Linked DNA regions of Pan troglodytes: regions 1, 3, 4 and 5 are each linked to region 2. The links are chromatin contacts, called in public HiChIP or PLAC-seq maps. All regions are on one chromosome and are shown on one strand. The core of a region is the stretch at or near the end of the contact, and the rest is flanking DNA. Distances in the headings are between cores, read along the strand shown.

Region 1 (5,254 bases), core at 1,430-3,929, 390 kb after region 2:
GCCTACCACAGGGCTCTGCAGCACCGCAGCAAGGTGCAAGGCGAGCAGAGCAGTGAGACCAGCGATAGTGATTGATACTGCTCAACACAGCCCAACCTATAGTGCCCTGTGACTTCTCTCCTCCCCTTTGCTCACTGTCCTGGAGTGGCACCGGCCTCTGCACTGACTCATTTCTGGTCTTGGGGCCAGTCTCAGGGGAAGCTGGGTGGGGGAGGTCCCTCCTGCCCTAAGTGCAGCTGGACTGTACAGAACACTCCAAGGGCCAATGGCAGTTCAGCGCAAGGAGAGGGAGGGCCCACAGGTCAGAAAAAGCTCCAGAGACCTCACAGCATTGTAGGGCGGGGTGGTGGGCCAAAGTTAGGACACTGCGTAAAACAGGCCATCCCACCACCTCTACCTGCTCATGCCAGGAGAATCCATAACTGCCTAGAGGCCTGGGGCCCCTACCGGTCGTGAGGTGAGTGGGCATCTGTCCAGCCTGGAAGAGGGGCACTAGGTGACTCCCTCCCCTGCTGTTGTAAATACTGTAATTATTGGAGAATTTAAATTATTCTCATTTGTAACTGCGTTTCCGGGTCGCGCCAGAGTCATTTGGTACTAAAAAAAAAAAAAAAAAAAGACTGGGGGCTGTCCCCATTTCCCTTCTCTTTCCCATAGATTCCCCCACCTTTCAAACTGGTTTGTATTTATTTCAAAGGAAGAAAATATATTGATTCTTAGAAAATAAACTGTCTATTTAGAATTCTTTGTTCTTGCCCCCTGCCAGGGCAAAGGGGATACAAAGGGAGGTTCTGTGCCCCAGGGATGATACATAATTGGGCCCAAGTGGTTGCTGACTGCTGTGCATGCTACATTTCATAAGACACAGCAAAGAGAGCCCCTGTTGCCCATGCATGGAGTGAGTGGCAGGCCCTGTGCTGAGCACCTTTAGACATTCAGCTTTGCGTAATCCTTGCAGTAACTATAGGGTAGTTTAATAATAGACTGGTTATCTCCACAAAGATGCTGAAGTTTCAAAAAAATTATCTTGCCTAAGTTCCTACAACTAGGAAGGTGCAGAGCTAGAATTGGAACCCAGGTCTGTTTGCAAACCTGGCTCTTCAACCAGTATGCTGAACTGCCAGGGGAAGAGTCAACTATCGATTCCTACTTGGCCCTTAGAGGCCTCAAGTCCTTTGCCAGTGGCATGGCCCAAGTGTTTCAGCATCACTACAGCTGAGACCTTCCCCACTGCTTAACCGGAGACAGAGCAGGGATGGAGAGGGTTGCTCTTTGCTCACCCCCAACCTCAGCACCTTCTTTCCAGACTCCACCGACATTTATTGAAGGAATGCCTTCCAAGTGCTAGGCGCCTGTGGGATGGCATGCCTACAGATAGGAACAGTCACAGGAAGAAGGGGCGGCCCAGGCCTTGCAGCCACTGAGGAGTGGCACTGAGACAATGATGGCACTGGTCTGATGTTGATTCCATGCTGACGGTACACTCCGCTAGGTCTCTGGCTGGGACACAAGGGTCAATCCGCTGCAGATGTTGCTCTTCAAGAATTTGCAGTCTGGGCGGGGTGCGGTGGCTCACGCCTGTAATCCCAACACTTTAAGAGGCCGAGGCGGCTGGATCACGAGGTCAAGAGATCGAGACCATCCTAGCCAACATGGTGAAACCCCGTCTCTACTAAAAATACAAAAATTAGCTGGGCGTGGTGGCGCGCACCTGTAGTCCCAGCTACTCGGGAGGCTGAGGCAGGAGAATCGCTTGAACCCGGGAGGCGGAGGTTGCAGTGAGCCGAGATCGCGCCATCACACTCCAGCCTAGGCGACAGAGTGAGACTCCGTCTCAAAGAAAAAAAACTTGCAGCCTGATAGTTAAGATACAGCAACCCCAAATCCCTATGCTAAAAGGTGAGAATGGCCCAGATAAAGGTCATGTCTCCTAGCTCCCTGCTTTTTCATGCCATCCTCCAGAAGGGAAGAAATTAAATAATCCATTCTCCTACTCCAGGCGACTAGAAGGCAGGCTGCCTCAGGGCCACACACTGGGACTTGGACTCAACCTGATGGGCTTCTGGGCCCAGCCCCAGACAAACCCCCGGCAAACGTCCCATTCCGAGGAAAGCATGAGCAGATGGAGTATGGAAGAAATGCCCAAGACGGCAGGCAGCAGCTGTGGCGGCCGGCGGGACGACAATCCGAGGAGAGGCCTCTGATGTCCTGAGGTCTCAGAGGACGCCTAAAGGCCTTGAATGGGACAAGCTTAGCGGGCGGGCGCAGAAGAGAATAATACTCTGGAGACACTTCCCGAGGGCTCTGGGGCCGGAGCTGTGTTCGCTCCGGTTCTTGGTGAAGACAGGGTTCGTGGGAGGCGGCCCAAGGAGGGCGAACGCCTAAGACTGCAAAGGCTCGGGGGAGAACGGCTCTCGGAGAACGGGCTGGGGAAGGACGTGGCTCTGAAGACGGACAGCCCTGAGGAACCGCGGGGCGCCCAGATGGAACTCGTTAGCGCCCCAAGTGCAGACAATCCCGGAGGGGGAAAGGCGAGCAGCGGGCAGAGAGCCCAGTGCCGGCCATCCGCGCGAGCGCCTCAGAACGGCCCGCCCACCCTGATTTCTCATTGGCGCCTCCTACCTCCTCCTCGGATTGGCTACCTCTAGGTGAAATGAGCGGTGGTTGAGCCCTACTTCCGGTGGTGCTGTGGTCTGCCCCTGGAGAACCCAGAAGAACACAGCTGTGCGCGCCCACAGGCTCTGGGGGCGGGAGAAGATAAGTCGCAAGGAGGGGGCGGGACCTACACCTCAGGAAAGCCGGAGAATTGGGGCACGAAGCGGGGCTTTGATGACCCGCAAAGGGCGAGGCATGCAGGAGGTGGAGGAATTAAGTGAAACAGGGAAGGTTGTTAAACAGCACCGTGTGGGCGAGGCCTTAAGGGTCGTGGTCCTTGTCTGGGCGGGGTCTTTGGGCGTCGACGAGGCCTGATTCTGGGTGGGCGGGGCTACTACGGGGTGGTGCCTGCTGTGGAAATGCCGGCCCGCGCGCTTCTGCCCAGGCGCATGGGGCATCGTACTCTAGCCTCCACTCCTGCCCTGTGGGCCTCCATCCCGTGCCCTCGCTCTGAGCTGCGCCTGGACCTGGTTCTGCCTTCTGGACAATCTTTCCGGTGAGTGACTGAGCCTGAGAAGCCTGTCCCCTGGGACTGGCTCCTGCCGCCTCAGCACTGCCTGGCATGGGGTACAAAGGAATTTGGGGGATGATGGAAGAAACCCGGGGTACAAAAGAGGAAACAAGCACGGGTAGCCAACCTGTTACCTTTAATATGTCTGTACAGTGATAATTGTAAGGATCCAGCGGTATAACCGATGCAGAAGATAATAGCACTTGTTTTTCTTTTTTTGAGACAGGGTCTCGCTCTATTGCCCAGGTAGGAATGCAGAGAGGCCCATTCCAGCCTCGACCCCCCGGGCGCAGCCTCCCGAGTAGCTGGGACTACAGGTGTGCGCCATGCCCGGTTAAATTTTTGTATTTTTTGTAGAGGTGAGGTTTCGCCATGTTGCTCAGACTGGAAGATAGCACTGTTACTTGTATTAGTTTCGTACATGGAGCTATTGTAGGATAGGAGGGACCCCAAAGGGTGCAAGAAAGGAAATTGAGTGCCAGGGTTGTCATGTGCCTTGGGCTCAGGTGGAGGGAGCAAAGTCCTGCACACTGGAGTGGTGTACTAGCGGATCAAGTATGGACACTGACTCAGACTGAGGAGCAGCTCCACTGCACTGTGTACCGAGGAGACAAGAGCCAGGCTAGCAGGCCCACACCAGACGAGCTGGAGGCCGTGCGCAAGTACTTCCAGCTAGATGTCACCCTGGCTCAACTGTATCACCACTGGGGTTCCGTGGACTCCCACTTCCAAGAGGTGGCTCAGAAATTCCAAGGTGAGTACAGGACCTGGGCTGGGGTTAGGGTTCTTGGACATAAGTCACTTCTCTATGACTCAGTTTTACCACCTGTAAAATGGGGATTATATCTACTTCATAGGCTTTTATGAGGATTTAAGGAACTAATACATGTAAAGTGCTTAGAATAATGCCAGGCACATAGTAAGTATTATTACCATTATTATTATCCTGCTAATCAACATAGTGAAGTGACAAGGATTTTGAGCCCATTCCTGGTTGTGTGACCTAGGGCAAGTGATTTCATTCATTCTGTAAATATATACAAAGCATCTGCTGTGTGACTGGGGATACACCAGTGAACAAAACAGACCCAAATGCCAGTCCTCGTGGAGCTTACATTGTGGCCTCTTTATCTGTGGAATGGGATGGTAACTCAGCCCTCACAAGATGCTATGAGGAATGAGAGGTCTGGTGTTGCTTTCTCTAACGGTGCTGACTCTCATTCTCCTGGGATCCTCCTGGAGTTTTGGTACCTAGGATCTGACCTGTGGGTGGGAAGAGGCCACACCCAACAGCAGGTACCTCTCCTACCCCCTGCATTTCTGGTCTCCAGGTGTGCGACTGCTGCGACAAGACCCCATCGAATGCCTTTTCTCTTTTATCTGTTCCTCCAACAACAACATCGCCCGCATCACTGGCATGGTGGAGCGGCTGTGCCAGGCTTTTGGACCTCGGCTCATCCAGCTTGATGATGTCACCTACCATGGCTTCCCCAGCCTGCAGGCCCTGGCTGGTGAGTAGGTGGGTCCCCTGCCCCCAGGCCTTCCATCAGCTTTCAAGATCTGTTCATTTCTCCCCTGGTTACCTTCTCAAGGCTTCCTGCCTTCCCAAACACTTCCCCTATCCAGAACCGCCCTGCCTGGTCTGATCAACTCCAGTTACTCATCCTCCCCATGCATCCCTAAAATGTCAGCACCTCACTGGTCTGTGCTTTTTGCCCAATGGGTTCAATGCCTAATCAGAAAAATATCTGTATACAATGTACAGTAGTTTGGGGTTAAGAGCATGCATTCTGGGGACAGACCCATGCCTGGTTCTGAACCCCAACTCTCACTTGGGCACATTATTTAGCATCTCTGTACTAAAGTTTCTTCATCTGTGAAGTAGAATAATAATAGCACCTACCTATGCTATTATTGGAGTTGTCATGAGGGTTGAAGAAAGGAATATACATACTGCACCTAGCACAGTGTTTGGCACACAGGAAGTATATGTAAAATTCAAGCTGGTATCAGCCAGGCGCAGTGGCTCACACCTGGCTAACACAGTGAAACCCCGTCTCCAGCCTGGGCAACAGAGCGAGACTGTCT
Region 2 (5,179 bases), core at 562-3,061:
TCAGCCTCCTGAGTAGCTGGGACTACAGGTGAGTGTCACCATGCCTAGCTAATTTTTGTTAATTTTTTGTAGCGACAGAGTTTTGCCATGTTGCCAGAGCTAGTCTCAAACTCCTGAGCTCAAGCGATCCACTCACCTCAGCCTCCCAAAGCGCTGGGACTACAGGCATGAGCCACCACTCCCAGCCCCTTTGCACATTTATAAATTGTGTTCTTTTTGGTTTTGTTTTGTTTTAAATTCGGTTTATCTTTTTGTTGTCGGGTTCCTTTTACAATAAGTTAACTTTTGTCAACTGAAAAATAAAAATAAAATTCTATGCCCCCCAACTGACTGAACAGGCCCTCTCTTGGCCAAGGAGACCCTAGAAAAAACTTGGAAGCTGAGTTCCTACTCATGACAGGATGGGAAGTCGGACACACCTCTTTATAACCCCTCCCTCTATAATCGCCATTAGATTTTCTTTCCTAAGGGTTAAACAGAAACCAGCCCTTTTGAAAGACTCACTCCACCAGCCTGATGCTGACCCTCCCATTTGCAGTTTCAATAGAACAACCGACTAGCATTCCTTCCTGATAAGAGATCACCCACCATCCAGGGAGTGGTTCTGGCCAGTCTACAGAGGACGTGCAGTGAGGGTTTTCACGTCCCCTGCTTCACCTTTTGAAGTCAAGCGGTAGAAAACTCTACCCTTGGATCATGCTAAGGCCACCATTTTTTAAACATGGGATCCACAGAGAGGCATGAAGCTCAACTGCACATGCACAAATTGCTCCTTTCATAAATATTCGTGACCCCTCTTACAGTTTATTTAACATGTATATTTGGCCACTGTGTTTAGCATAAATCCCTGTCTTATTCTTCCAACCCTGGAAGTGCCTGTTTTTTGGCTTCTGACTGGAAGCTAGGCTTCCCAGTCTGTCAAAATGGCTACCATGCAGGTTCAACTCTTTTTTTTTTTTTGAGATGATGTCTTGCTCCCAGACTGGAGTGCAGTGGCACAATCTTGGCTCCCTGCAACCTCTGCCTCCTGGGTTCAAGCAACTCTCCTGCTTCATCTTCCCAAGTAGCTAGGACTACAGGTGCAGGCCACCACATCCAGCTAACTTTTGTATTTTTAGTAGAGACGGAGTTTCACCATGTTGGCCAGGCTGGCCTCAAACTCCTGACCTCAAGTGATCCACCTGCCTCAGCCTCCCAAAGTGCTGGGATTACAGGCATGAGCCACTGTGCCCGACCAGGTTCAACCCTTTATGAGAAATAAAGTTCATCTGATTGGGCACAGTGGCTCATGTCTGTAATCCCAGCACTTTAGGAGGGCTAGACAGAAGAATCACTTGAGCCCAGATGTTCGAGACCAGCTTAGGCAACATAGTGAGCCCCACTATTTCTATTTTTTTAAAAACTAAAGAAAAATATGAAGTAAACAGTGCTAAAATAGTGATGGCAATACAGAAATCAGGAACTAGTGGCATGACATTTTGGGAAAGATATTTAAATAAGCTGGAGAGACTCGATGTCTCCAGCTTTAAAACAGAAATCAGCCTCTGCCACTTCATAGGTGCTAGAACAAAAGAGACTTGTTCCAAATGAGATGACGCATGTGAAGCGCTTACCCAGTGCTCGGCAAGGGGAAGCACTCTCTAAACGTTAGCAAATACCATGGTAGGACACAAGGCCCCTGACTCTCCGCTTTCAGCTTACTGAAGATCCTCAAAACCAACAGCACACAGCTTCCAGCGCATGCCCCTTTCCCCAAGACCTTGGGGGGGAACCCGCCGCCAGCGCGGAGCCACCGTGACTCGTAGCCTAACTTCCGTTTCCGGGGGCGGCTTCCGGCGGCGTGACCTGACCGCAAGAGGCCAATGGATTGCGGGAGCTGAAAGGGTCTTCGCTGGCGGCCGGTAACTGGCGGCGGTTGGGAACGGCCGAATGTGGCTCTTCTGGTGTTTCAGCTTGGGGAGAGAGGGGTGGCCTTCCTCTTGCAGTTGAGGCCGGCGCTGAGCCGGACTTCAGCCGGATCTCGTGGCGGAGCCCATCTTGCTACCTCTCCCAGGCCTTTACCCGCTCCCTAGGATTCCCGGGCCCTGTAGGTGGGAGTTGGGAGACGTGAGTTCTCTTTCATTCTGCGCCTCTCATTGGCTCTCTGACCTTGTGCGGAACGCGTCCTTTAGCTGACCTCAGCTGCATTTTTTAGAAGATGGAGATTGTATTCACAGTGACTGTCAGCTTTTTAACGGCGGGAACTGACGTAGTGTTAAACACTGTCGTGTATCGCTGGCATAGCACAAGGACATTATAGGTATTCTGTACTCACTTAAGTTATTTTGAGTCACAGACCTTTTGAAAATCTCGTGTAAGCTATGGCCCCTCCACCTCTCTAATACTTCCCCCGGCCCCCACCCCAAGCACACACAAAAGCTTATGCATAGGAAATTTGTTTTACTCTTTCGGATTACTTCCAAGATCTCTCTCCTGATGCCCATCTATGGATCCCAGAGCCTGGCAAGTAGTAGGCGTTTGAATATTTGTAATCATTAGATAGTAAGTATTCAGTTAACCATTTTTATTTTTAATTTTTTCTTTTCTTTTCTTTCTTTCTTTCTTTTTTTTTTTTTTTTTTTTTGAGACAGGGCCTCACTGTGTCACCCAGGCTGGAGTGCAGTCCTCCCACCTCAGCCTCCCAAGTAGCTGGATTCCAGGCGCCCACCACCACGCCCAGCTATTTTTTGTGTTTTTGGTAGAGATGAGATTTTGCCATCTTACGCAGATTGGTCTCGAACTCTTGGCCTCAAGCAATCTACTCACCTCAGCTCCCCAAAGTGCTGGGATTACAGGCATGAGCCAGTGTGCCCAGCCCAGTTAATCATTTTTAAATGCATGAAATGCTATTTCACAGGAGGGAAGAAGATAGCCTATTAATAAGTTTTAATTATTGGCCTAACCATGTACTACTCTCACTTGTCTCCTCACGACTCTAGGAAAGAGGTATTACTAATTACTTAATTACATTTGAAGGTTTGGGAGAATTAATTTGCCATAAGTCATTCAACCTATGATGGTGGAGGCAAGAATTCAAAGCTGTATCTATCTGAAACTCTAAAAGCCCCATATTATTATTATTATTATTATTATTATTATTTTATTTATTTATTTTTTTGAGACAGAGTCTTGTTCTGTTACCCCGGCCAGAGTGCAGTGGCATGATCTCAGCTCGCTGCAATCTCCACCTCCCAGATTCAAGCAATTCTCCTCCCTCAGCCTCCCAAGTAGCTGGGATTACAGGCTCCCACCACCACGCCTGGCTAACGTTTGTATTTTTAGTAGAGACGGGGTTTCACCATGTGGGCCAGGCTGGTCTTGAACTCCTGACCTCAGGCGATCTGCCCGCCTCGGCCTCCCAAAGTGCTGGGATTACAGGTGTGAGCCACCACGCCCAGCCAAGCCCTATATTCTTAACTAACCATGTTCTTAACATCTAGATGCAGAAATGGATTTGAATGTGATCTGCAGTTTCTATCGTAGTTATGAAATGGCTTTTGTCAACATGGGTTACCCCAAAGCAAACATTGCATGCTATGGAAATACTTCTTGTCTCTTTTTCTCCCATGGTATCTGTATTGCTTCTTTAATAATAACATCATGTTTTACAGCCTGCACTCTGTGTCCATGTTTATTCAACCCTTTTTACTTTGGTGACTGTTTATCAGGTGTGTTGCCTTGTTCTTCCTGCCCTCCAGAGCCCATGTTTTTAATTATAACTGAAATATGAGATGATAATATTTGGGCTTTATTTCTTTTTCTTTTAAAGGACAGTACTGCTTTTAAAGAGACAGTGTTAGGGATCTTGGAAGCACAGCCAACATGTGTGACATTGAAGAAGCCACTAACCAACTCCTAGATGTGAACCTTCATGAGAACCAGAAGTCTGTACAAGTGACAGAAAGTGACCTGGGAAGTGAATCTGAGCTTCTAGTCACTATTGGAGCCACTGTACCTACTGGCTTTGAGCAAACAGCTGCAGATGAAGTCAGAGAGAAACTTGGGTCATCATGCAAAATCAGCAGAGACCGTGGCAAGATATATTTTGTCATTTCAGTGGAAAGTCTGGCACAGGTTTGAATGGAGCAATATTTAAAATAGTTTTCTAAGTTGATCATTTTATGGTTACTTTTCATTTTATAGACCCTTCTGGAATCCTTTCTGATTCTCATTGCTCTGCCCCAAATCAGGTGATTTTAAAGTTACTGCATTTTCTGTTGAGTACTGATTTGTAATTTTGACTGTAGTTTCAGTATCCCTTAGGACCAAAAGTGTTTCAGATTTTTGGAGGGGGGTGGGGGGAGTTTTGGAATATTTGCATTATACTTGCCAGTTGAGCATTTCTTTTTTTTTTTCTTTTTCTTTGAGACAGAGTCTTGCTCTGTCATCAGGCTGGAGTGCAGTGGCGCGATCTTGGCTCACTGCAACCTCCGCCTCCCAGGTTCAAGCAATTCTCCTGCCTCAGCCTCCCGAGTAGCTGGGACTACAGGCGCCCGCCACCGCATCTGGCTAATTTTTGTATATTTAGTAGAAACGGGGTTTCACCATCCTGGCCAGGCTGGTCTCGAACTCCTAACCCCGTGATCCACCCGCCTCGACCTCCCAAAGCGCTGGGATTACAGGCCAGAGCCACTGCGCTCGGCCTGCCAGTTGAGCATTTCTAATCTGAAAATCCGAAATGCTGCACTGAGCATTTCCTTTGAGCATTGTGTTGGGGCTCAAAAAGTTTCAGATTTTTAGATATGGGCTGCTCAACCTGTAGTAGGATTGCTACATTTTTAGAGGTGATCTAGTATTTCTTGAGGATTGAATTCACCAGAAAGAATACTGTTCAACTTAAGAAATTCTCTAAGTATCTCAGTATTTATTTACTTCAGCATATAGCAGATGTTTAACCTTTGGTGATGAAACATAAAAGAGATTTTCCTTCTAATTTGCATCAAAAATTCTTGCTCAGAAGTAATTAGGACTCACTCAAGGTAAAAAGTGAAGGTCAGTAAACTGCAATCTCACTATCATAAAGCTGATATATCTCATTACCACATAAGCAGTGAGAGGGCAAGGATTGTTGTCTATTTTTTTTTCCACCAATATATCCCACGCTCTTAGTGTCTGGCATATAGTAGGTACCCAGAAAATA
Region 3 (4,803 bases), core at 96-2,595, 280 kb after region 2:
GTGGGTAGTGACTGAAAGTGGTCAGGAGGGGGCTTCCGGGGCGCTGGTGTACGTATCATACTTCTATTAAAAGTTTACCAAAAACGAATTACTTTCATTCAGACTGGGTATTAGACCACATTAAGGAATATTGTTAATTTTCTTAGGCATGTTAATAGCCTTATATTTTTTATGTATTTTTTTTGAAGTACTAATCTGTTGTGATAAATGCTTAAGTATTCACAGCTGAAATAATGTGATGTCTGGGATTTGCTTTAAAATAATTCCCTGGATGGGAAGGGACTGCTTAAACAGGATAGATAAGCAGATGTTGATTATTGTTCAAAACCAGTTAATGGGTACATGAGGGTTCATTATACAATTGTCTCCACTTTTGCGAATGTCTGAAATATTCTAATAATAATAATAATGAGAGGCTTCTCATCACAGAATTTCAAGGCAGTCGCTTCACCTCCCTGACTCCCAGTTTCTACCTCAATAAAATAGGGCTGATGATATAATGCACTGTACTCACAGGGATGTTGTGAGCAGCAGGGGGAGAAAGGGTTTTATGAAATGTTGTGTTTTTGTTTTTGTTTTTGAGACGGAGTCTCACTCTGTCACCCAGGCTGGAGTGCAGTGGCGCGATCTCGGCTCACTGCAACCTCCGCCTCCCGGGTTCAAGCAATTCTCCTGCCTCAGCCTCCCGAGTAGCTGGGATTAGAGGCACGCGCCACTGCACCCAGCTAATTTTTGTATTTTTAGTAGAGACGGGGTTTCACTGTGTTGATCAGGCTGGTCTCGAATGCCTCACTTCGTAATCCTCCTGCCTCGGCCTACCAAAGTGCTGGGATTACAGGCGTGAGACACCGCGGCCGGCTGAAATGTTTTAATATTGGTAACCACTGCCATTATGGTTTCTAGTACTAATTTGTTGCCTCCAAGCGTTCTCTCCTCCTCGCCCTGTAATTTTTTTTTTTTTTTTTTTTTCTTAAGACAGAGTATTGCTCTGTCACCCAGGCTGGAGTGTAGTGGTTCGATTTCGGCTCATTGCAACCTCAGCCTCAAGGGTTCAAGCGATTCTCCTGCCTCAGCCTCCCAAGTAGTTGGGATTACAGGTGGGTGTCACCATGCCCGGCGAATTTTTTTATTTTTAGTAGAGATGCGGTTTCACCATTTTGGCAGCCTGGTCTCGAACTCTTGGCTTCAAGTGATCCGCCCGCCTCGGCCCCCCAAAGTGCTGGGATGACAGGTGTGAGCCACCACGGTCGGCTTCCCTGTAATTGTTGATTCCACTTTTCCTCTGGTTCTTTTCAATGGTTCCTTCCTGCTACCCCCCTCCTCTGGCAGCCCAATGGTTGAGCCCGGCTTCCCCGGGGGAAACCCCTTGGGGCGGATCACGCGGTATCAGCCAGTGGCCTCCCTGGAGGATACAAGGATCGCTCTGCGCCGGGGGCGGGCCAGTAATCGTAGGCGGGGCGCGGGTCCAGAGCTCCGATTGGCCAGAGTCGGAGTAAACATCCGGCGGGACGGGGCGGGGCCGGAAGTGGAAGTAGAAGGCGGTGGCTGAGGCGGTTCCGGAGGTTCTAGTGTCGGAGTTGGTGCAGGCAGGTGCCATGGGCCGGCTTGAGGCACACTGAGGGGACGCGGGGCTGGGCCATGGCCGGCGCTCGGGCCGCCGCCGCCGCTGCCTCGGCGGGGTCCTCGGCCTCTTCAGGCAACCAGCCGCCGCAGGAGCCGGGGCTTGGGGAGCTGCTGGAGGAGTTCTCCCGGACTCAGTACCGGGCCAAGGATGGCAGCGGGACCGGCGGCTCTAAGGTGAGACTGGAGGTGCGATGAGCTGGGGAAGGCTCCTAACTTGGGAAGTTACAGAGGAAAGGCTGAGGCCAGGGGTCAGAGAAAGGTAGGAGTGGTACCTCGCCGCTGAGGAAGAGGAGAGAGAGAGGAGTTCTCCAGGGTCTGTATCCGGAGTATAAGAGTCGGACTTGACAACCATAAAAGGAGGAACTGGGGTCAGAATGAGCCCAGCAAAGAGGTCCTTCTTGTTTGAGAAGGGGTCTGGAGGTGAGAGATCAAGCTGAGGGGCCAGGTTCAAAGATCAGAGAGGAGGACCTAAGGAAGGTCTGTTCCCTGCTTCAGGTGCCGTAGGATGAGTTGTGTCAGGGAAAAAGCCCCAAGAAAAAGCTAAGAAAAATAGGGAGACGATTCCTCGGGGTCAGAGGTCAGAATGGAGCCAGGAGGTGAACCCAGTGTGCTGCCCCCTTATAAGGTCTCAGTATGACTTAGGCCCATCCCTTTCCTTCCCCTATAGAGCAGGAAGACAACCCACACTCCCTTTCAGTTCCTTTATCTAAAGCAGGTCTCCGTTCCTCTTTTTGCTCCCTTTGGGATTTCCACCCAGTCGTCCTATTGCCAGACCTGGAGGGCTCAGGCCATCCCCACCCTAAGCACTGGCTGGCAGTGCGGTGGGAATCTTGCCGACCCTGCCATCTCATTCCTCCACGTGGTTCTGGCAGCTTTAGCACCAAGTTTTCCAGTGGAATTCTGTTCCATCCTGCACCACAGAACTCTGATTTGACCTCAGAGGTTACCGTGAGTTGCTATTCTGTAGCTGGCATCTTGTAGTCTCTGAAGTAACCCAAGGAAGACTTCAGTAAGGATTGGACTTCCTCACTCTCCAAATGGCCAAGTAATTTTTCCAAGTATAGTCTGGGGACCACCTGTTTAATGATCATCTGGGGTACTTTTAAAATTTATGCTTATGGGATACTTTGTGAAAACAGAGATTCCTTAGTCCCACCCAGTCCTACCAAGTCAGAATTTCTGGGGGTGGGATCCTGGAATTTGCTTTTTTTTTTTTTTTTCTTTTGAGAAGGAGTCTCGCTTTGTCGCCTAGGCTGGAGTGCAGTGGCGCGATCTCAGCTTACTGCATCCTCCGCCTCCCCAGTTCAAGCAATTCTCCCTGCCTCAACTTCCCAAGTAGCTGGGATTACAGGACCCCACCACCATGCCCAGCTAATTATTGTAGTTTTTAGTAGAGATGGAGTTTCCCCAGGTTGGCCAGGCTGGTCTTGAACTCCTGAGCTCAGGTGATCAGCCTACCTCAGCCTCCCAAAGTGCTGGGATTACAGGCGTGAGCCACCGCGCCTGGCTTTTTTTGTTTGTTTGTTTTTGTTTTTTGTGTTGAGACAGGGTCTCGCTCTGCTGCCCAGGCTGGATTGCAGTGGTGCAACCATGACTTACTGCAGCCTCGAAATCCTGGGTTTGAGCGATCCTCCCACTTAAGCCTGCCAAGTACCTGGGACCACAGGTACACACCACCATGCCTGGCTAATTTTTCTTTATTTTCATAGAGACATGGTCTGGCTATATTGCCCTGGCTGGTCTCAAACTCCTAAGCTCAAGCAGTCCTCCCACCTCAGCCCCCCAAAATGCTGGGATTACAGGCGTGAGCCGCCACGCCTGGCCAGTAAGGGTCTTTTGAGTGGCTGTAGGTCATTGGTTTTTCTGGACCCCTCTTCCAACTTACATGACCCTGAAGATTAGGGTTATCATAAGTTACACCTGATATTGGCTGCGGCTGGCCTTAATTATCTCTCCAGGCCTTCTGATCTCCTGCAAACTTAGATGTATATATATTTATATGTATTTATAACAATTCAGGCAGAACAGGGAGTTAGATCTGTAACTGAACAATCGATTGAGATAACTCACTACCTTTGGACTAACTTCTTGCAAACTTTTTTTTTTTCAGAAGGAGTCTCCCTCTGTCACCCAGGCTGGAGTGCAGTGGTGCGATCTTGGCTCACTGCAACTTCCACCTCCCGGATTCAAGCGATCCTCCTGCTTCAGCCTCCCTAGTAGCTGGGGCTACAGGCATGCACCATCACGCCTGGCTAATTTTTTTTTTTTTTTTTTTTTTTTTTGAGATGGCGTCTCACTCTGTCGCCCAGGCTGGAATGCAATGGCGTGATCTCGGCTCACTGCAACCTCCGCCTCCTGGGTTCAAGCGATTCTCCTGCTTCAGCCTCCCCAGTAGCTGGGAGTACAGGCGCCCGCCACCATGCCCAGCTAATTTTTATATTTTTAATAGAGATGGGGTTTCACCGTGTTGGCCAGGATTATCTCAATCTCTTGACCTCGTGATCTGCCCGCCTTGGCCTCCCAAAGTGCTGGGATTACAGGCATGAGCCACTGCACCCGGCCTAATTTTTGTATTTTTAGTAGAGAAAGGGTTTCACCGTGTTGGCCAGGCTGGTCTCAAGCTCCTGATCAGAAGTGATCTGCCCTCCTCGGTGCCTCCCAAAGTGCTGGGATTACAGGCGTGAGCCACCATGCCTGGCCCTCTTGCAAACTTCTTGATGTTACAGTTCTTATGCCTTTTTTCTGTTGTGTTTTTCTCTGAACTGTGATCAAAATAAGTAATTTTAGGGGGAGCTGTTTCTTCTATTTCACCAGCAAGTTGTGTATAAAGAGACTTTGCAGCTTTTACTGGTTGCATGGAATAGAGCTTGTAGGTACTAGTCTGTGGCTAAAGAATGGGGAAGAGGGCCAGTACACTGGCTCACGCGTGTAATCCTAGCACTTTGGGAGGCCAAGGCAGGTAGACTGCTTCAGCCCAGGAGTTTGAGAGCAGCCTGGAAACATGAACCCCATCTCTATTAAAAATTTTTTGTTGGCTGGGGGTGGTGGCTCACCCAGAAGGCAGAGGTTGCAGTGAGCAGAGATCACACCATTGCACTCTAGCCTGGGTGACAGAGCAAGACTCTTTCTCAAAAAAAAAAGGAATGGGGAAGAGGCCAGGCATGGTGGCTCACACCTGGG
Region 4 (4,851 bases), core at 654-3,153, 370 kb after region 2:
CAGAGGGCCTGGCACTATCACCACCTCTCTGGCTTCATGCCAATAATAAAGCTGATCTTTATTCCACCTCTGTCTCATGCATGTTGGCGAAGGAAGACTATGGGACCCAAGGACTGGGGCCACATCAAGAGGGAGGGAACCAGGATGGCTTCAGCTAGATTCATCCCCATCCTAACACGTTCATCCAATCACTTCTTCATACATTCTTCAAAGACCTTAATAAGTGAAACTTTGTATGTTTTTCCTCAGGAGAGAGGCCCATAGTTGTTTTTTTTTTTTTTTTTTCCATAAAATCCCAATCCTACACACGACCCATAGTTCTCAGCAGATTCTCAAACGAATTCCTGACCACTAAAGGAGATAACTTAGTATAACTCTGCTTTGATCCATCTATTCTGAATTATTTTAATAAGGATAATAACAGCTAATATTTTCTTTGAACATTCACTACATGTCAAACCGTGTGCTAGGTGATTTACAAGCATCATCTCATTTAATTCTCACAACAACTCTGAGAACAGGTACTATATATTTTTCCCACTTTACACATAAGGAAACTGAGGCTCTGAGAAGATGAGTCATTTAAGAGAATTCATCAGTTTGACTTCAGATCCCAAGATCTTAATCAGCAAACCTCTTCCTGGCATGTCGATTTTATTGGGATGGTTTTTAGAAAACATACATTTTAGTGGGTCAAATGCAAAGTTTGCATTAAGAAGATAGAAGCTTTCAGATGCTTTGGGCTTTGTCCCAGAACCCTGGAAGACCTTTCACGCTCCTCTTTGATGACAAAACTGGAGAAGTATTGTTTAAGGATGTCTCCCCCTGCCATGCAAGTTCTCTGAAACCCTCAAGAACTAACAACAGAGTTTTCGAGCTCTGTTTTACAAATAAGGAACTTAAAGAACCTAACTTGCCCACGTTCACATTGCTAGGAGGTGACCCACTCACATTAAATCAGCTGTTTTGGCACCATGTTCCAATCAGCAACCCGCAGCACATCCCTGCCAACCCACAGATTTCCCACCGCTTTACCAGACACAAGCCCTTTCACACCCACCGGCCCCAAACCAGCCCCTTCTCTCAGACCCATACCTTTTCTCTAGCATCTCTCCTTTACTTTTCCCAAGTTTCTTCCCTTTCCTTCAGTCACGCCCCGTTATCCCTAATCGGTCCTGCCCTTTCCCCACAGCTCCGCCCCTGCCTTCCCAAGCCCCGCCTGCTCCCTTCAGCCTCGCATCGCTTTTTCCAACTTTGTTCTTTATTTCTAGTCCAGCTCCACTTTCCAGGCTCATCCAAAGCTCCGCCCTTTCTCTCCCGAGTACTCTTCTTCTGTTTAGCCCCACTTTTTACCCCGCTATTCTAACAGGCCCCCGCTGTGCGGTAGCCCCGCCCCCTCCCACAAGCCCCGCCCCACAGACCGGTCTAGTCTCCAGCCCCGCCCCGGTCCTACCCATAACTACCGGTCCCTTAGGCTCCAGCCCGCATCCCTCTTGCTCCCGGCCCTGCCCCCAGCCCCGCCCCGTGACTCTGGCCCCGCCTCACCGCCTTCCTCCGAGACCAAGGCCAGGTCCCTCCCGCAGCCGCGGCGCCAGCAGGAGGCAGGGAGCGGATAGGGAGGAGGCAGAGGGGGAGGGGAGAAGGGCGGGCTCCTCACGCCCAGCCCCGCGCTCACCGTCCGTGGCTGCAGATTCGCCACAAACCGCCCGACGACCCCAGATCCCGAGTACGGTGACTTCAGTCTCCAGAAACTCCACTCTAAGATGGGAGAGCTAGAGAAGCCCTGTGGGGTGTCCAGGGTCCTTTTGAATCCCGGAGCACGGTCTTTCGAGCCTCAGCGGGCGGGCGGGCATCCGTGGCGAAAGTGCAGCTCTGTAGCGCCGCGGAGCCACGTTTACCCTGCGCAGACGCCGTCGCCGCCGCTGCTGCCGCCGCCGCTGCCACAGCCTTTGCCGCCACGGTCTCCGCCGCCGCTGTCCTCGCGCTGCCTCTGGGAGCCTCCATTGTTCCAGCAGCGCCCGGTCCCGAGACCGGGCATCTTGGGGACTCGCGAAACGGGCGGCGGCCGACGGAGTTGAGACCCCAGGGCGCCGGCGGGACCAGGAGCAGCAGGGGTCAGCTCAGGAATCCCGGGGAGCCGGGACCAAAGCGTGGGGCGGCAGGGGGCCGGGGTGGCGAGGTCTACGGTCTCCGGAGTTGGGGCTCCCCCTTCCCGGCCCGACTTTCCCCGCCGACCTCCCCAAGTGGGGTCGGAGCCCCGGCGGGCGCCCCCGGCGATGAGCCCGGACTCGAGGTGGCCGGTGAGTGCGGGCCTGGGACCAGGGCGGGAGTGGCCGGCAGGGAAGGGGTAGGCTACGTTCGTGGGACGCGCAGTGAGCCGCGTGGCCCGGGAGCCTCTCTGGCAACTCCAGCTGGGAGAACTGACAGTGCATTGCTTCCCAGCAGGCATCCTGGGGCAACAGTGTATCTTTCGGGGCTGCCCGGGCTAGTGGCAGGCGGGGAGCCTTGTTTCACTTGTTACACTTCCACAAAGGGGAAACGCCGCCGCATCCGGAGAGTGGGCTGCGGGCACTGCCGGGGCCCAGCCCTATCCCTCCGGCCCCCGCCCCTTACTTCCTCCAGCCCCCTGAGCTTCAGGGGCAGATGCAGCCGCCATTCTCCTTGGGCCCTCCCCACGGGCTTTCTGGTCTAAGTTCTCGTCTCCCTCGCCTGTGCCTCTGCTGCCGGGTTCCAAGGGGAGATTGCCGCTTCGCTGTGCTACTTTGGGAACCATTCACCCGGGACCCAGCTTGGAAAGAGGAGAGCTTGTTTGTGCTTCGGTTGGTTTATGTTTAAAGACACAGCTGCAGGTAGGAAATAGAAGAGTTGCAGTTGGACGTGTAGCGTTACTGATGTGAAAGTCAGGAGCCGTTGACAGTGGAGCTGGAGCAGCCCACTTGCCTGGTTAAGGCACAGGTGGAGAGGCCAAGAGGGGTTATTTTGTCAGGGAGCTCATGATAGCCCTGCCTGGCTGGGATGGTGCCAAGCCCCTAGCTGAATGGTTGAACTCAACTAGGCCGAGAGAAATTGGGGCAGTCTCTGACCAAGCTGGGCTTCCTGAAGCCTGGTGCCATCTGCTGTCTACACTCACCCAGGAATGTTGGGGAGGGGGGAGGGAGGGCCCCTGCGGACCAGCATGGAGCTGAGCATGCCTAGATTGTCGCGTTCGTGTTTGTACCCTTAGGGCCTGGCACTTGGTGGTCACTCAGTTGATGTTGTGTGAGTGGGTGAAGAGCTCAAATGTAATACAAGCTGCTGTCACTGACTAAATGACCTCAGTTTTAACTTTGTTTCACAGTACATCTCCTACCCAGTACCAGGGCCAGGCTCCCCATAAAGACCTCAAAAGTAAATGAATTCTTTCTGTGATCCAGTGATTTCTGCAGGAGTCCAACGCTAAAGCATTAGCCACCCACCCATTCAGCTTTCTACATGGCCTTCATCCCATCTGAGCTCTCAGTCTGGTGATCCCCTCATTCAGCTATTCGTTCAACAGGTCATTCATTCGTTCGCCAAAAACTGAATGTCCAGTGCATGCTAGGTACTGGGGATACAGAGGTGGATAGGCTCTGGTACCCTTGCTACACAGCTCCCAGTCCAGGGGAGAGACAACTTTCAGTATGTCAAGTGCTGTGGTAGAGGTGAGAATGGAATGCTGTGGAAACAGCTCCCCATGGGAGAGTCAGAGAAGTTGTGTCAGAAGTGACATTTGAGCTGGTTTTTTGAAGAATGAGTAGGAGCCCACCAATCAGAAAGTATGGAGGGCATTCCAAATAGGGATCATTTTGCAGGAATGAGAGGTTATAACATTCAGGGAATGGCAAGTTCCCCTGTGTAGACAAAAACAGCTGTAACTTGTAAAAAGAAAGGAGGACTAGGGCCAGTCAGTGAAAGGAGCTCTTTGAATGGCATCATAGAGAATTTGGAATATTATCTTGAAGGAACTGGGAGCATCAGGAGGCTTTTAATGAAGAGAGTGTCATGATCATTACTACCTGGTAGAAAGATCATTCTCCTACATGATGTGAGATTGGGCTAAAGAAGTTGAGACATAGGGCAGGATAACCAGGCAAGAGGTGATGAGGGCCCAGATATGGGCTATGGTGGAGGAGATGGCATTTGGAGACACTGTAGAGGTAGGCTGGCCAGAATCTGGTGACTCCAAGTGAGGGGGAGGGCTAGAAAGACTGGGGTCTCTGGTGCAAATGGCCAGGAACTCATCCCCAGCCTTATGTTAACTGATCTGTGTATTCTAGATGTGACAGCATGGGGGTGGACTTTGATGTGAAGACTTTCTGCCACAACTTGCGGGCGACTAAGCCACCATACGAGTGCCCGGTGGAGACCTGCCGAAAGGTCTACAAGAGTTACAGTGGTATTGAGTACCACCTGTACCACTATGACCACGACAACCCACCACCCCCACAACAAACTCCACTCCGCAAGCACAAGAAGAAGGGGCGCCAGTCACGCCCAGCCAACAAGCAGTCACCCAGCCCCTCAGAGGTCTCACAGTCACCAGGCCGTGAGGTGATGAGCTATGCACAGGCCCAGCGCATGGTGGAGGTGGACTTGCATGGCCGCGTCCACCGCATCAGCATCTTTGACAACCTGGATGTGGTGTCAGAGGATGAGGAAGCCCCCGAGGAGGCCCCTGAGAATGGCAGCAACAAGGAGAACACTGAGACACCAGCTGCTACTCCCAAGTCAGGCAAACATAAGAACAAGGAGAAGCGCAAGGACTCCAACCATCACCACCACCACAATGTTTCTGCGAGCACCACTCCCAAGCTGCCAGAGGTGGTCTATCGG
Region 5 (4,886 bases), core at 870-3,369, 400 kb before region 2:
CCTTTGAAAAATGGATGAAAACTATGGACCCTCTTCTCAGAAAAACATACATGCAAAAATTTTACAAATAACTTGAGACTCCAAAGTCTTTCTGTGAATCCTAAGTTAGCAACCATGGATTCTGAGTCAGACTTCTATTCAATAAAAGAAGTAACTTCGGTCAGATCTGCTTCTGGGATCTGATAGTTCTTTGTGCCTGGAAGAGTTCAAGCAAAAATTAGGTGAGAAATTGGCAGATGTGTTATAAAGGAGATTAAAATACTGAAAGGGGCTGGTTTTCTAACCTTAAGATTCCATGATTCCAATGTGAGCAAAAAATATGGGCTCAATCAACTCTCTGGTTGAACACTCACTGAACACTCTGTGGTGCCAAACTCTACATTCAGTGCTGTGGTGAGATACCAAAGTCAGAGAAGACATGGAACCCGCCTCTAAAGAACACTGAAATTGTGGGAATATGTAAAGTGTGCTTAAATCTACAAAGCAGGAGCTTTACAGGTTACAGAGCTCTTTTACTTTCCTTATCCAAGTCAAGCTTCATGACAACAAATTAAAAGGGGAAAGAAGCATTTAACACAGTGCTAATAATAATAAAATATATTCATTGAATGCTTACTACATTCCAGATACTTTCAATCAAGCAGCAAATAATATTTGAGCACCCACTTGGTGTCAGGCACTGCAGTAAGCACAGTGAATACACGGCAGAATCTGTGCCCACATACATCAACTAATTTATTTAATCAATCCTATGAACTGTTATTTTTGTCTCTAATTTATAGTTGAAGAAATTCAGGCTCAGAGAGGTTAAGTTACTAACTGAAGGTCATACAGTTAAGAGGCAGAGAGGAGATTTCACCCAGGACCACTGGAACTCAAATCTGTGCTCTTCTCCACTGCATCCTGGTGCCAAGCCCACAACTCCAAAACTACAGCTTTCCTGGATCATTTCACAATGTCAGCTTCTCATCATGCAGATATCTCAAGTCCCCAAGCACTCTAGACGTCACTGATGACAGCAGGAAGAACAAGGCCTTCTACTTACTTTAGCCTTCACTTAATTCTAAAGTCAAATTTATGAGTCAGTGGGACAGATATTATAATCCCCAAGTCTACAAAACTGAGGAAGAGAAGAAGGCTATCTTAGCCACTGTGAGAAACGGAAATAATCACAGAGCAAGAAGAAACACCAAGCAACTGATCTTTAGCCAGCACAGCAAAGTGCATCTGCTCTTGAGCAAATCCAGGGCCCACCACTACTGTAAATGGAAACTGGTATGCCTTGCCAAAACAGAAAGTGGCCACAAAAATAAATGTTATTTAAGTGAAATAATTAGATGCAATCCAAGATCAGCGCTGAGCCTGAGTCCTGATCTCTGTTTAAGAGACATGAGCACTTGTTAGAGAAGAGTGAAGGTGTCTTAGAGAGGAGTTGGGGCAGTATGTCAGAACAAACCAGCACTAGGTTTATTGAGAATAATCAGAAGAAATGAAAGAGCCTGTAAAGGAGACTACCTGCTTGGCTACGTGATTACATACATGTTATCTGATAAAGCGTCCACCCAAAATCATGTCCGGTGTCACTGTTTAGTGCTTGACACAAAGTAAGCTTTCAGTAAAGAACAGCTGTCAATGTCATTGTTTGGAATAACTGTTTTTCTCCATGTTATTGCTGGGATTGGATCGCAGAATAGCTGGTTCCATAAGACTGCCAACCTCAGCTCACCAGGCTTGTCCTTGTCACTTATCAGAGGAGTAAACTGAGACCCAGAGCCACGCGGTCGGCTAGTGGCAGGGCAGAGCCGGATACCCGGGCCCAGTGCGACGCTCGCGCCTCATCCTTTCTCCTTAAGGCGAGGACAGGCTCCGCAAAGGGAGGGACCTCCCCCCGCAGACACCCGGGAGCTCCCAACCTCCCCGAAGCACTCACCTTCATGACTGCCAGGCCCGGAGGCCACCGAGGCTCGGCCAGGGAGTCCATGGTCGCTCCCGAAGATGCTGGGGGTCAGCCACCCACTAGCCTCCGGCGCGCCAACACCACTCGAAATTCCCCGCGCTACCGCATTACGTCAGCAGCCCGCGACGCGCCAGAGGCGGGCGCGGAGCCTGCCGGAAGTTGTAGTAGTATGTGGGCGGGGCGCCGCTTAAGGGCTTGTACTGCGCATGCGCCAGGCTTCTGCCGCACTTACCTTGAAGAAAGCGAATGGTTAAAAAGCGTAGAGCCAGTTGAATATTAAGAAAAGATAGCCAGGAATCAAACCAAATCCAGACCTCGCCAGATCTGTCAAGGTCTAGGCTCATGACCCCCTCCGGGTGGCCCACCCTAATCGCAATGACTATCCGTCCTTGCTCTGAACAGAAGTTTTTATATCCATTAAGTTATGTCTCCTGTATTACAACACTGGGAGGTAGATGTTAACATTGTCAGTTTACACAAGAGAAGCCTACGCCCGAAAAAGTGGATAGAGTTTCGAGTCAGATTCCAAACAGGACCTCTGGGCTTTAAATGGGAGCTGTTGCTTTTATTCATATTAAAATTTTAATACACAGTTTTTCTTTTTCTTCGGAGAGAAGCACCATTAACTTTGGCATATAGCCTTCTAGATATTTCCTATGCAGATTGACAAAGATTCTTTGCTTGAGCAAACTTTAGTCAGGCTCCTGAACCTTCTCCTAGGCCAATCTGTGTACTTCCTGTAAAAATCCAGTTTTAGCAAAAAACCCTGCTAAATCAAGTTACCAAGAATCCCCACCTTTGATATGTGATCACTCTTGATATCTGATGTGTTCCTCATCCTCCACCATCCCCCAGTTGATGTCTGATCACCCTGGCCTCTTCAGCAAGAATCTACTCTTACCTCTGATGTTTCCTCTTAGTAATTTTTCATGCACTGCTCCCCACCCTGCTTCCTGGCTATAAATTTCCATTTGCCCGTGTTGTATTCAGAGTTGAGCCCAGTTTTCACCAATTGCAAGACACAGTTCCAGCGGTCTCTATACCTACTTGAATTGTCCTGATTAAGTCTTCCTTATTGTGCTTTAACAAATATCATTGAACAATTTTTTTCTTAAACGAGATATAAACATAGATACTTTTTTTCATACATGTTATATTAAATGCATGAGGAATGGAGGTTTACGGTGTCCACCCCCGCCCCCCACTTTGTATCAGCCAATCATAGAACGGCATGCAAATGAACGCAAATGATTGCCAGGCTGAGCTGGAAAATGTGGGATAGTTCTGGATGCGGAGGAAGTGGGGTCTTGGAGAGACAAAGGAAAAGCATTTAAGACCAGGTCCGTGGCCTGAGTGAACCAGTAATTGTTTTTTTCACAGTACTAGTTGGACAAGGTAATTAGGTTTAAGGTGACAAATGGCTGGGAAGGTGAGAGAGGAAGAGAGAGGAGATGAGAAAAAAGAGAAAGAATGGGTAAGGAGAAAGGGAGAGAGAGATAAGACAGGGACAGGAATGTACTTTTTGCATTCAACCATGGAGACAGATTTGGAAGCAGGCAGTACTTGTTGGTCCTGGGGCCAAAATTCATTTCCCTATCTATGGAGAGCCTCCAGGACAGGATGCAGTGCCATTCATCTCTGAGTGTCTGCCAATAGCTGGTGGGTGAGGCTGAATGAATGGATGAATCACCGACTAAGCCCACATTCCCATAAATCTTTTCCTCCCAGGCTGAGCATTTCTCTTCCTGCCATCTTCAGCAGCACCAGGGTGATAGATCCCATCAAGCCCACCTCTAGGCCCAGGAAGGAAAGTTCAAGAACACAAGCGCACTTTGAGCTCAGGAAAAGGCATTTGTCTTGGGTGTTTATCTAACCCTGGGAGCCATTCTCCTCTTAACAAGCTGCTGTTTGTACGGACCTTCTCCTTCTGTTAGATCAATAAAGAGATTGTACTTCCTTATTCAGGACTAAAAACAACATGTTCCATGTAAAATAAAAGCAGGCTAGTGTTTAGTGGAATCTTCTGTGGCACACAGCACACAGTGAGGAGTCAGAATAGGATGGCCAGATAAAATACAAGTTGCCCAGTAAATCTGAATTTCAGATGAACCGCACACAACATTTTAGTGGAAACCTGCCCCAAATATTGCACACAACCTATTCACCAATTATTTGTTGTTTACCAGAAATTCAAATATTTAACTGGGCATCCTGTATTTTTATTTGCCAAATCTGACAATGCTAATTAGAGAAGCATTCTCCCAACTGAGTGTGGGGCCTGCCCTGGATTAACCTGGGGATGTCCTGTGGCCCCTGAGCTCCTTTCCAGGTTCTCTTCATCCTGTTCCTCTCTGCCCAGCACTCTCTCTTCCTCTAGGCCCCATCTTCCTCATTCTAGTTATGGGAGAGGGATATTAAAGGAGCTCCCTCCCTCCCTTTCCTTCCTTCCTTTCTTCCTCCCTTCCTTCGTTCCCTCTTTCCTTCCTTCCTTCCTTATTTTTTTTCTTCCTTCCTCCCTGCCTCCATCTCTCCCTTCCTCCATTCATTTTAACAAACGTTTATTGAGCCAGTCTCCACTTGTGCCAGGTGCTAGAATACAGAGGTGAGTAAGACAGATATGGCCTCTGTTCTCCAGGAGCTGGCAGCCTGGGGATGAGCATGGAGCCAGGATAAAAAAAAGAGAGTTTGTAAAAAAATGAGTAAGATAATTGCATAAAACAGTAACTGATGTAAAAACAATAAAAAAGGGTGATAAAATGGACAGAGGAGGGGACACTGTAAATTGTATGATCTGGGAGGCTCCCTCTGAGGAAGTGACATATGTGCAGCGACCCAACCGATAGAGAGAGGCAGCCATGCAAAGACCCAAAGACCCCAGAAGTGGAGAGTTCCATGCCTTAGTAAAAAGTTCAGATTTTAATCCAAGTTA

The links. HiChIP or PLAC-seq counts read pairs in DNA pulled down with a chosen protein or histone mark.
Region 1: a contact with region 2 is called in an H3K4me3 HiChIP or PLAC-seq map of stem cell-derived excitatory neurons, with 4 times the contacts expected there. The contact joins the promoter of OGG1 here to the promoter of THUMPD3 in region 2. A contact is called at or near these places in 1 of 7 Hi-C or Micro-C datasets (induced pluripotent stem cells) and 1 of 1 datasets of contacts at active chromatin or transcription factors (stem cell-derived excitatory neurons).
Region 3: an H3K4me3 HiChIP or PLAC-seq map of stem cell-derived excitatory neurons shows a contact between it and region 2, with 3 times the contacts expected there. The contact joins the promoter of MTMR14 here to the promoter of THUMPD3 in region 2. A contact is called at or near these places in 1 of 7 Hi-C or Micro-C datasets (stem cell-derived neural progenitor cells) and 1 of 1 datasets of contacts at active chromatin or transcription factors (stem cell-derived excitatory neurons).
Region 4: an H3K4me3 HiChIP or PLAC-seq map of stem cell-derived excitatory neurons shows a contact between it and region 2, with 3 times the contacts expected there. The contact joins the promoter of BRPF1 here to the promoter of THUMPD3 in region 2. A contact is called at or near these places in 1 of 7 Hi-C or Micro-C datasets (induced pluripotent stem cells) and 1 of 1 datasets of contacts at active chromatin or transcription factors (stem cell-derived excitatory neurons).
Region 5: an H3K4me3 HiChIP or PLAC-seq map of stem cell-derived excitatory neurons shows a contact between it and region 2, with 3 times the contacts expected there. The contact joins the promoter of RAD18 here to the promoter of THUMPD3 in region 2. A contact is called at or near these places in 2 of 7 Hi-C or Micro-C datasets (both in induced pluripotent stem cells) and 1 of 1 datasets of contacts at active chromatin or transcription factors (stem cell-derived excitatory neurons).

Annotation. Positions count from the first base shown.
Region 1 is chr2:13,785,126-13,790,379 of NHGRI_mPanTro3-v2.0_pri, forward strand. It overlaps OGG1 (8-oxoguanine DNA glycosylase), which reads left to right and starts at 2,680. Exons shown (of 7, transcript XM_024355301.3): 1 at 2,680-3,151; 2 at 3,673-3,920; 3 at 4,498-4,677. The coding sequence starts at 3,015. It overlaps BRPF1 (bromodomain and PHD finger containing 1), which reads left to right. Exons shown (of 14, transcript XM_016940409.4): 14 at 1-728. The coding sequence ends at 75.
Region 2 is chr2:13,399,403-13,404,581 of NHGRI_mPanTro3-v2.0_pri, forward strand. It overlaps THUMPD3 (THUMP domain containing 3), which reads left to right and starts at 1,812. Exons shown (of 10, transcript NM_001280225.1): 1 at 1,812-1,901; 2 at 3,809-4,113. The coding sequence starts at 3,862. All of the region lies in intron 1 of SRGAP3 (SLIT-ROBO Rho GTPase activating protein 3), which reads right to left.
Region 3 is chr2:13,684,682-13,689,484 of NHGRI_mPanTro3-v2.0_pri, forward strand. It overlaps MTMR14 (myotubularin related protein 14), which reads left to right and starts at 1,346. Exons shown (of 20, transcript XR_010155104.1): 1 at 1,346-1,797.
Region 4 is chr2:13,767,682-13,772,532 of NHGRI_mPanTro3-v2.0_pri, forward strand. It overlaps BRPF1 (bromodomain and PHD finger containing 1), which reads left to right and starts at 1,904. Exons shown (of 14, transcript XM_016940409.4): 1 at 1,904-2,300; 2 at 4,296-4,851. The coding sequence starts at 4,306. It overlaps CPNE9 (copine family member 9), which reads left to right. Exons shown (of 21, transcript XM_054681447.1): 21 at 1-66.
Region 5 is chr2:13,001,217-13,006,102 of NHGRI_mPanTro3-v2.0_pri, forward strand. RAD18 (RAD18 E3 ubiquitin protein ligase) reads right to left here and starts at 2,120. Exons shown (of 13, transcript XM_063805301.1): 1 at 1,931-2,120. The coding sequence starts at 1,981.